Regions from separate parts of the Gossypium hirsutum genome. Here region 1 is linked to region 2. The links are chromatin contacts, called in public Hi-C maps. All regions are on one chromosome and are shown on one strand. The core of a region is the stretch at or near the end of the contact, and the rest is flanking DNA. Distances in the headings are between cores, read along the strand shown. Region 1 holds the start of LOC107935189 (RING-H2 finger protein ATL29). Region 2 has its middle 4.6 kb from the start of TRNAM-CAU.

Region 1 (5,635 bases), core at 1,216-3,715, 80 kb after region 2:
GCTTTCGTCTGTTTCTCTCAACAGCAATGTGAGTCATTCTTTGTGTCTCAGCCTCTGCTTTGTTCTTGCAAACCCTTGGCTTTCTCCTTCTTTTTTTCCTCCCTTGAACTGCCAAGTTGGACCTTTCCATTCCCTTTGAGCGGCACTTTGGGGTCACCATTGGCAAACAACTCAAAGCATTACCACTATTCCTAGCTTGTTCTAAGGAGCTGAAACTATTTTCCATTGAGAAATCAGTGACCAATGACTCATGGTGATGGCTGCTACATGGGGTTGCGAATATAGTATCATAGATAATAAAGTTCAACAGCTCGTTGGATGAAAGGGTTTCAAGTGCCATTATCTTCTCTACAATCTCCACAATTCACAGCTCCAACTAATCATACGGCTTGAAATGTTGGGAACTTGCAAATCTAGTTTCATTTTAAAGACAAAAGGGACTTTCTAGCATTAACCCCACAGCTTCAAATCTTGTTGTTGAGAGAGAGAGAGAGAGAGAGAGAGAGAGAGAGAGAGAGAGAGAGAGAGAGGTTAAAATGAAGTTAGCAGCTAAGGTCTGGGGTAATAATGTATTAGAGAGAAAAATATATGGTGCATGCACGTGAGAGGGGCAGTATAGGAGAAAGAAAGGATAAGTTCTCTTTTGTGTGCCAGCAAGAAAGTGAAGGAAAATGAAAGAAGCTCTTCACTCAGCCTTGTTTTGGGGTTTGTCAACATTGCAGGCACAGTGACTGCAATGGAGAGAGTGGAGGTGGGGGAGAGGGGGGGGACCCAAATCTATATAGGGATATGCATACAAACAATACAACAAGCTGTGGGTTAAAGCTACTGTGCACATTCAAATCTATGTTGTATTTGGCAGGGAAAAAAAAAAGACTGGCTCACGGGCCCTAGATTCTCGTACACTACTGTTTTACAAGGAAAGCTTAACATGTGCTTGACAACCCATTCTCTGCAGCATATACAATTGGAAGATCATCATTTGACTTGCCAATGATCATACAAATAAAGGAACATATGTGAGAATCAGTGGAGTAGACTTTTAATTAACAGCTTAGGCTTAGGTTCAAAAAAACCAAGAGCCATTAGAGTTCTTTTGAGCACTTTCATGATCACTGTAATTAGATGAAATGGCCATAAAAGAGAGAAACACAAGAGACAAAGAAACACAGGGAAGGGAGCTGTCGCCTTATCTGGTGAAGAAGACTGATGGTCCGATTTGTCAGCCATATTGCAGGCTAATCCATGTGACTCTTTGGTGATGGTATGTATAGTTACAATGATGTCTGCAATGCTTAGTGAAACGTTTAACTGGAATGTAATAAAATCCTTTCACGATATAATTGGCTTTCCTCTCAACTATTGTTCTTAAGTTCAAATATTTACACACCTCTGAAACTACAAAACTACATATACCATACCCATCCACATATAATCTAGTGATAAAAAAATTAGATAGATGAAAGTTCACAATGAATTCGTTTATTTTTTTTTCCCCTGAGTTTATTGAAATAGGAAGGCATGAGTTCAAATTCTATTTAGAATATCCTAAGATAATTGAAGAAAGGAGCCTACATCAACTTATACTTTATCTAAGTCACCTTGAAGTGACTCTGATGTTTCACCTGAAGCTGCATTTTTGGAATTCAAGGGGCTTGTAAAATCTCTAAATGATATACAACTTATTGCAGCTTTATGTCCCCTTAAAATTTTTATTTTGACATGGTCAAGCAATCTTAGAGTATATTTATCATCTTCTTCTCTAGTTCTAAATATGGAGTGGCCTGTGGAATTTGACCTAAAAAATCTTTCCACTCCTTCACGTTTCTTGTGATGTTCTTTTGTGGTTGAAGAGCTTTGAGCTTCATCAGCTTTCTCCTTGTTATCTTCTTTAATCTCAATGCAAACAGCATTTTGTAGAGGACTTTGATTTGCCCCAATTTCATGCATGGAATTACTCTGAAGCAGTACAGGAGATTTCTCTAACGATTTCCTAGGCACGTCTAGCTCGCCACGACAAACCGGGCATGTTTTATTCGATTCAAGCCAAAGATCAACACATTCTTTATGGAAAACATGGAAACAAATCGTCAAAAGTCGAAGCATATCGTCATCTACGAACTCCCCCAAACAAATAGCACATTCTAGGCCGTACTTTTCGCGACGAAACTCTTTGACGGTCGAATAATAGAACGTCGGGAAAGCTTGTACTAGTTCAGGATCAAGACCATTGCTTTTATTTGCTGTATCTTCTGGGGCAGCAGCAACCACAACATCTGCAGCAGTGTTAGCCTCAATGTTCCTATTACTTGCAATATATTCAAGGAGACACTTTAAAAAGTGTACTGTGAAGAAACCAAATAAGAATGAAAGGAGGAAAATTACTGTTATGATTACAGGCACCGGGGGATTGTAGGCTGATGATGTTGAGGGTGGATGAGCAACATTAGAAGAATATGTTGACATTGAATAAAAATGGTAGCATATACCATTGGCTAGACTGTGTTAACTTTTCTTTTCTAGGAGATGAGATCAGTAATCCTTTTTTTTTTTTTTTTCAATTTTTCTTTGTTATAGGAGTATGAACAAGCGATTGGTAACCTTAATTTGGAAAGGTGATGCTTGGCAAATGGTAAAAATGCGGGGTTATTGAACGAGTCCTTACGAGAAGGATTTGGATCTTATGGCTGAATCCTGTTATATTTGCCCTTAATTTCCTCTGATGACTACGATATGTTGGAACTATAAATATGGTGAGTCTTGGATATAGACCATCTAAAAGCTTAAAATTTGTGACACATGCTTAATTCTAGCCATTTCTTTTGAAAGCCATATCTTGCCTTCGACAATTATTTAGTAACAACCCTTGTGTCCTAATAAATTCTTGTTTCTTAAGGTGAATTACCTCAATTAACATATTGAGTAAATTTTAGCATTGTGAACCTTGTTCTCCGTGGTAAATTTGTACAAACATTTGACAAGATGTCCATTGATAATGATAAGCTTCTAAAAATGGATATACAATCTGTACAGACACTGAAGAGTAGTATTATTACTGACAATGAATTTTAGAAATTGAAACAGATAACAACTTCTCCCCAACTTTTCTTATATCCGTCTTCCTATACAGACTTAACCTGGGAATGGTTAAAGCAAATAATACAATGCATGGCAAAGAATTTGATGATTGGCACAGTAACACCTTATCCGATCAGCATGTTTGGTATTGGATGCGGATTCCGTTTAACCCGAGAAGCAGCAGCAGCACATTGCATTTATTTGATGCTAGCCTATACACAAGCTCAGGTGCTAGGATGCTATAATTTGGGCTTGCTCATTAGCGTAGGCGTGACAGAGACAACCCCTATAAGGAAAAGAGTGGCAATTGAGTTGAAGTTGTAAAGATCCCCCACCGATTGCAATTCTCCGAGAGCTATTCCTGCCTGCATGCAGAAGAAACATGCAACCACAAGTTATTTAAGTATCAAGATTGTATTCAAGGGATGTGCTCTGCCATGTCAGTCTAACAGCTTAACATGCAAATTTCACATGGAAGTCCAAAGTAAAATACCCTGACAGTTAAGAAAGCAGCAGGAATAAGTCCAATGAAAGTTGCCATGAAGAAAATATGGTAAGGCACATCGACAATAGGCGAAGCAACATTAATGAATGTGTTCGGCAAAGTTGGAGTAAGCCTCAAAAAAAGCATATAGTTCAACAGGCTTTCTCTTCTTTGAGCCACCTGCAAGCACGAAAAGCCGATAAAGCTTATTATACTTTTTAGCTCGATGTAAGAAAAAGACAACTTACTGAACAAGGAGTTGAAATCACCTGAGCTTGGAAGAAGCTCAGCTTGTCAGGCCAAAGGGAAATGACAAGGGGGCGTCCAACTAATTTCGACAGGAAATAGCATGAAGAAGCTCCGGCAGTGGCGGTGATCACAACAAGAGCTACACCTTTCAAGACTCCAAACAATGCTCCAGCGAGCAATGACATGAAAACAGTTCCCGGAATCATGAAAGTTTGCATGAAAATGTAGACTGCACAATACCCCACCAAGACTTGTAGGGTGTAGTCACTTGTGTAGATTTCAAGGTGATCTCTACAATGATACATTGTACAAAAACAATCAATGCATATCAAAGCAACACAAACGACAGAACAAAAGACTGATAACACAGGGATTAGGATAAGCCAATGAGAAGAAAAATGTTTTAATTGTGAACCTGGAGAGCTCAAATGATCAGAGCATGATAGTTCATTTCATTGTATACCCTCTTTAACCAAATGCATTTTCTCACCAACTATCTCTTTAAAGCAAATATCTAACCATCTCACATAATCGAATCAAACTTAGCATTAACCAATAAATATTGCCCCACATTATTCTATGGTATTCTTAGTTCTCTAAGGACTTGAAGTTCTATTCTCTGCACCATTGATCCTAATGAGCTGAAGTACATTGCAGTCCAGTCCAAAATTCATTCATTTGTTGCCCAAATTCATTATAAGAAAAAACGAAACTAAAAAGGCTTCAATTGCTTGAAAACCAGATGGATCCCATAACTTGTTAAATTACAGAGAAAATAAAACATAAAAGAATTGCATGGAATCTCAAAGAAAGCATTACCCACCAAAACAAAATATTTCCCAGAAAAAAAAAATACAAAAACACAACTAATTTTGTTATACATTCTCAATCACCAATAAAACACATTAAAGTAACCAATTCAATCTCTTCTTTTTTTTTTCTTTTCTAAAAAACCAAATTAATAGCAAAAGGCCAAACGAACCTGAGGATATGTAGATCTTCAAGGCTTCTGGGTAATTTAAGGAAGCTATAATCAGAAGCGGGCATGGTTAAATAAACTCCCCAAGCCCCAAAACAAAACCCATCACCACCGTAAAAGCCATCGTCACCTCCCAAAAGCTTAAAGGAAAACTGGGTTTTGATCCCTTAATCTCTTCTCTGCCTTCCATAATTCTCTTCCCTTCTCTTATCTGTTTTCAGTTTTGTGCTTTCCCCCAATAATTTTCTTTTCCTTTTATGTGGTGAATTGGAATTTGAAAATTAATTTGTCATTTGGGACACCTCCTCTTCCATTCCCTCTCTCAAATTCTTCTTTATTATCTCAAACTCAAAGAAAGAGAAAAAAAGATACCAGAAAAAAGAAACAAATTACCAGTAAAAATAAATGAAGAAATTAATAAAGAAAGAAAGAAACAGCGTCGTCGGTCGTCATCTTTTTTTAGAACATAGTACAATCTTGTTGTCAACTTGTCGTCTTTTCGTATTTGTGTTCTATAATTGAATTTATTTATTTATAAAAAGCTGAGATTTTGACACGTCATTTTTTAAAACAAAAAAGGGTCTAAAAAGTAAAAAGTTTTTTGAGTGAAGAAAAAGGAAGGGAATGATTAAAAACGTGTGTGGATAGAGATGTGATCAGATTGGCTTACGTCAACCAAATCCAGGCCCACGGCATCGCGTCTCACGTGATTTCAATTGTAGGGAAGGTGTGCGTCTAAGGGTTAATTTCACTCAACACTCTCAGATTATGGTTAGATTTTGAATTGGTCTCAAATTTTGAAATATTTGTAATTAAGTCCTCAAAATGTAACTTAACTTTCTAAC
Region 2 (5,411 bases), core at 1,141-3,640:
AAATCACCACTAAGAGACTAATACCTACACTAAACACTAATAATAGGAGCAAAATGGAACAATATTTTACAGAGCTTGTGCTACCGGGAGCCATAAAATGTCCCAGAGACCTGCTGCCAGTTTAAACAATGAAACTCTGGTTCTATTTTATCATTTTTGTTCAAGCTCTAATGATCCCAATTGCTTACACAGGTCAAGCTCTGCTCATCACTCTCTTATCTTGCATCTCCAACTTTGGATGCTAGAGCTATTCTGAGCTGCTCCTGTGTGTAAAACCGGCTCCCCATCTTCATGCTTGCTTGCTGGATCATCAAGTCGTTTACTACTGACACACTAGCGTGATGCACATCAAGGTCTAACTCCTTCAAGGCAGTCATCAACCTTGCAGCTGGATGGTTCTTTTTACTGCATTGGATTCGAATCATTGCATCCAATCCTATGATCTTGACATCGATATCTAATTCAATCAATTTGTTCGACATGTTGCGGTCTTGATCAGGCGGTGGTGGTGCCATCGAACAAGATTCTTTACTTGCCAATTGTTTCTTCATCTCATCTAATTGTTTCAGCAACTCCTCTTTCTCTGAATCTGCATCCTGCACCTTTGTCCTAAGCTCGTTAATATACGAAATAGCATCACCAAGGAGCGATGCTTTATCCATCTTTGATACGTTAGGAACTACGGCACGCAGCGCATAAAACTTCTGGTTAAGCTTCTCTCTTCTTTGCCGCTCTGCTTCTACGTGGTTCAGAGGCTCTTCTCTTCCGTTTGCTGGTTTTCTCCCTCGTTTCCGAGGCCTCTTTTCAGGCTCCACAACTCTGCTACTATCAGCTTCCTTCACGATGGAAGCTTCGATATCAGAGTTGTCCGAATCCCTAGCACAGCCACCGGGTTTGGCCACACCCGAACAAGGCAAAACTGCGCCAGAAGTGAACGAAATCATTCCATCTTCATTACTCCCTCTCGAAGTAGGCGACCTTTTCTTCTTATTCTCCTCCACCACTAACTGAGAATTGGCTGAAAACAAATTCCCATTCCCACTTTTCTTACTCTCACCAAAGTTCAATATCTCCCCGGATTCTGGTTTCAACAAATGAGCAGAAAATTTTCCATTCTTCACACTGCTATTCCCATCAAAGCCATAATTGGAGAAATTCAAGCGGAAACTCTGTCCCTGCGGCTGCTGCTGCTGATTTCCACCATGAATAGAACTTGGATTCTCAGTTAAACTGCTCGTACTTGGATCCTGAATCGACGGATTGTGATTGCCGTTGTTATTGTTATCCTTGGGTTCGACTCCATTATTTGGTTCACTAATCCAAAGCGAAGACGGATCATTTTCGCCTTGATCAGCTGTGTTATTACTCACAGACCAAGAACCAGCTTCAATCCCATTATTGAAATTAAACAAAATCCGAACCTTATTCATCAGATCTGAGCTTTGCGTGATAAGTTCCGTTGACCCCAATTCGACAACGCCATTCGCCGACGGTATACAAACGATCGTCTGCAAACCGAAAAGCTGCCCTTGCCTGGCTCTCTCGCACATCGAGCTGGCTAATCGGTCCGAACCGGCAACCCAAACCGGACTGGAATTGTAAAGCGCCTGCCCCGGGAGCCCGCTGCCGGTGACGAAAGATTGCGTCATGGATACTAAAAAGAACCACTCGGTGTCGGTGACTTCTTCGTCGACAGCGTCGTCGGCGGTGGCTGTTGAGCCAGAAATCAAAGAATTAAGTTCCCTGAGCACTTTTTTACGGTGCTCTTGTTCCGCAACTGAAGACGAATAAGCTTTGGACTTCCCTTTCCCTTTATCTTCTTCGCCTTTGTAATACCCGTCGCCCCAGCCAAGCACAGTAGCGCCCGAGTAATCGTACGAGGACTGCCAAAAAATGGCGTAAGTCCAACAATCACGGCCTCCTTCGATCAGCGCCTGGAGACGCTGTTGAAGAGTTTCTTGATTGAGGAGAGAAACGGAAGGCTGAGATTGGGCGAGGAAAGAAATGGAGAGGTCGTGCCCCCACCACCACCACCACCACCACCGGCAGCAGAAGCAGCTGGAGTGGAAGTGGAGGCAGAGGATAGCGGCGGCGGCCACAAAGACGAAAGATCGGAGCTCATAAAAGCTTCCATAACCGGGGCGTTATCGTCCGTCCATAGATTCATCGTCGGTGCTAACCTATGGTCCTTCATTCCATATAAAGTGGGCAGATTTGGTTACGAGGAATAGAGGATGGCAATGGGGGGATTTAGATTTAGATTTAGATTTTTCTTTGCGATTTTATTTAATATTTGGGCTGATTATTTTTACTTTCACTAAGGGTGGTTGGGGGAAATAGAGGAATTGGAGACTGGACAACCCAATAATAAAAAAAATAAAGGCGGTTTCTACGAAGGCCCGAGTACTGGGTGATAAATTCCGGCGTAGCTGTGTCTCATAGATAGCCTATAGCCTTCGTTCGAGCACGTGCGTGAAACGTGTCTGCATTCTCTTTGTTTCACTTTACTGTACGGATTAGAAGCTAAGCTCCCACTGTGGTAAATTTTTTTATAAGCTCCTTGTACTTTTGGGTTTTGGATGATTTAGCCTCTCTATTATAATCTCCTTGTAAATATATATATATACTTTACATGTTTTAAAAAATTAATCACATGCAGGGACCTTTCTTATAAATTTGACCTTTGAAGGATAGATATTATCAAATTTGTCAAAATAAATATCCCCATTTTCTTCTAAATTTTTGCTTTATATATTTAGAAAAAATATTTATTTAGTATTGGGAAATGCAAAAGAAAGTGCATGAGTGGGTGTTGTTAGTTGTATTAACAGCGAGTTCGTTGGCTATGATAATGGAAGTAAAACAGGAATGGGTACATATTATGAAGAAATTGTCAAACAGATCCCCATATTTTTCTGTAATAGATGTTTTTATTGTTTTGCATGCCTACACTGGCGGCTCCCTATTATATGTCTTCCTGCTATGCTCATAAATCTACTTTCTACCTTCCTTACATAAAGTTATCCAGAAACAATATCCGTGACGCAATCGAAGGTTCTTCCTCTTTTCCTCCCATGAATCAGCCACTCATACATTTTGTTGACACCTTTTTTTGATGAAAAACGGGGTCGACTTGGGTTTTGGAAAATGAAAACAAAAATGGGAGTCGCCACCAATCCCTTTTTTATGAGGTGTGATTGGATTACCTCGAAAATGGTTGTTATAATAAACGGTTTGATTTTTATTAAAACAACGGTTTTGGTCCACGAAATTTAGAAAACGGGTTCGGGAGTCGGTTACGCACGAGGAAGGATTAGCACCCTCGATACGCCCAAAATTGGTACCTAGTTGATTACTTAATGTCTTAATGTCGAAAATTGAGAATTTAAAAGAATTTTAAAAATACGATCCTTGTATTAAAGTGTTGAAAATTTTGGGAAAAGAGGGGCACGTTCCACGTTAATCGAGAAAGAAAGCATCATATCCAGTAAGTTAGGACACAATGTCTCGAATTCCCGATATGCGAATGAATGTCAAAATTTACTTATTTAAGATATTTAATTATCTTGGATTAAAAAGGGGATCATGTCCAGTGAGTTAAGACACGATCTTTTTTATTTCCGAGATCATTTAAAACTTAAGTTTGAAAAGATTCGTGTAATAAAGTTTAAAAGAATATTCAGTTGTTTAAATCAAATGAAGAAATCGCAACCCAATACGTTAGGGCACAATTTTTCCAAAATATTAAACATTGAATATGGTATTTATTTCGAAAAATCCTCGTCTCGAGGAAACAACATGTCACATCCAATGCGTTAGGACACAACATATTGAATTCTCGATAACGAGCTTTTTATCATTTTAAAAAAGAGTAATCCCAATTATTTAAATTCAACGAAGAAAGTCGGAATCCAGTACGTTAGCGCTCGATTCTCTCGAAGATCCAAAATACCGAATATTACTTATTTTTAAAATTTCTTTTTTGAAATCTAAATAAAAAATTTAGTGTAATGGAAATGATGATGATATAAGCAAAATAATACAAACAAAGGCTACTGGGTGAAAATAAATACAGAGACGAACTAATATAATACACAATTATAAGCATATTAAAACATTCATTCTAAATAATGAAAATGTAAATGAAGAAATAAACGAAGAAAATGTATATAACTATAAAAATATAAAATATATATGTGTTATAGAATATGAAAATGTGAGTATTTACATATACATGAGTAGATTATAAAACATAAGAATATATAATAAAAGTATGTACATTACAAGAACGTGTATATGTACATAAATATGAAAATTTTAAGATAGAACAATGTGCATATACATATACTTATACAAATTAAAAAAAGTATGTACATACATATATTATAAAAATTTATTCACATATACATACATGCTTGAAATTGTAAAATAATAACGAGAACATGTATATATAAACATATATGAAACATGAGATGTACGAACGTATGTATATAGATACGGATGGTAAAAATATAGGCATATAAATATAAATACTTAAAATGTATATATAAATACATACATAAATTATAAAAATAGATAATATAATCATGTATATATATTATTAAATATTAGACATATATATGTATATATATATAGTAAGATTTAAAGTAAGAAGACAATAATAAAATATCACATTCAAATGACAAAATAACCAAAAATAAAGAAGAAGGATTAAAATACAACTTAAACTAAATTGACAGGATAAATTAAAAAAGTAAACCAAACGTAGGGACTAATTTCAAAGGCGCGAAAGAAGCTAAGGATTAACTGGGGAAATATCCCGCACCAACCAAACGGCGCCGTTCCAAGGAAGTGCACATACATGGTCTGGGGATTAAAATAAAACAAAAGGAAATTTTAAGACCGAAATTGCGAATAATAAAAAAATTGCATTGAAAACGCCATAAAGGCGGAGGGGCTTATTTCGCAAATATCCCCTCAGGCCTAAGCACGCGGATCCTTGGGGCCTGACGGGTCAACACGCGGGTCATGCTCAATACGGCGCCGTTTTGGAGCCACTGATCAGACTCCAAACGGCGTCGTTTCACACATCACATAAGGGTCAAAGGAACCCTAATCCGGCAGCCACCCATTCACTTTCAAAAAAAGAAAAAAAAACAATAACAAAACAGAGAGCCCGACGCTCTCCCTTTCTGCGCCTCCCTCGGCCTTTAGGCTTAGACCTCCATCTCCGCCTCCATGGCCAGTGGCCGGAGTCGCGCGAGAACGGTCTCTCTCCTTGCGGCGTCCCTGAAGGCTAAGCCTTCTCAACCGCGGTATCAAAGGGAAAAGGGGTGACTCGCCTCTTTCGGCCCAACTCCTACGGCGGCAAGGGTGGGGCTCCGACGCTAGCCCATCGAAGCAAAAGGTAC

Evidence for each region. Hi-C and Micro-C count contacts between places; a contact is called where the count stands out from the background.
Region 1: a contact with region 2 is called in a Hi-C map of leaf, with 2.4 times the contacts expected there. The contact joins the promoter of LOC107935189 here to the enhancer-like site in region 2. A contact is called at or near these places in 9 of 34 Hi-C or Micro-C datasets (callus, hypocotyl and leaf).

The regions. Positions count from the first base shown.
Region 1 is chrA09:80,482,221-80,487,855 of Gossypium_hirsutum_v2.1, forward strand. It overlaps LOC107935189 (RING-H2 finger protein ATL29), which reads right to left and starts at 2,466. Exons shown (of 1, transcript XM_016867756.2): 1 at 1,582-2,466. The coding sequence starts at 2,466. The coding sequence ends at 1,582. LOC107935177 (transcription factor bHLH71) reads right to left here and starts at 788. Exons shown (of 3, transcript XM_016867741.2): 1 at 1-788. The coding sequence starts at 340. It also overlaps the pseudogene LOC107935209.
Region 2 is chrA09:80,402,706-80,408,116 of Gossypium_hirsutum_v2.1, forward strand. It overlaps the pseudogene LOC107935204. Among protein-coding and RNA genes, the nearest start is that of TRNAM-CAU, 4.6 kb to the left of the region's middle. Within about 2 kb of position 2,391, at least 9 of the 9 cell types and tissues checked have an H3K27ac peak or open chromatin away from gene starts, as enhancers often do. A contact at or near this core is called in hypocotyl and leaf, where this site is marked.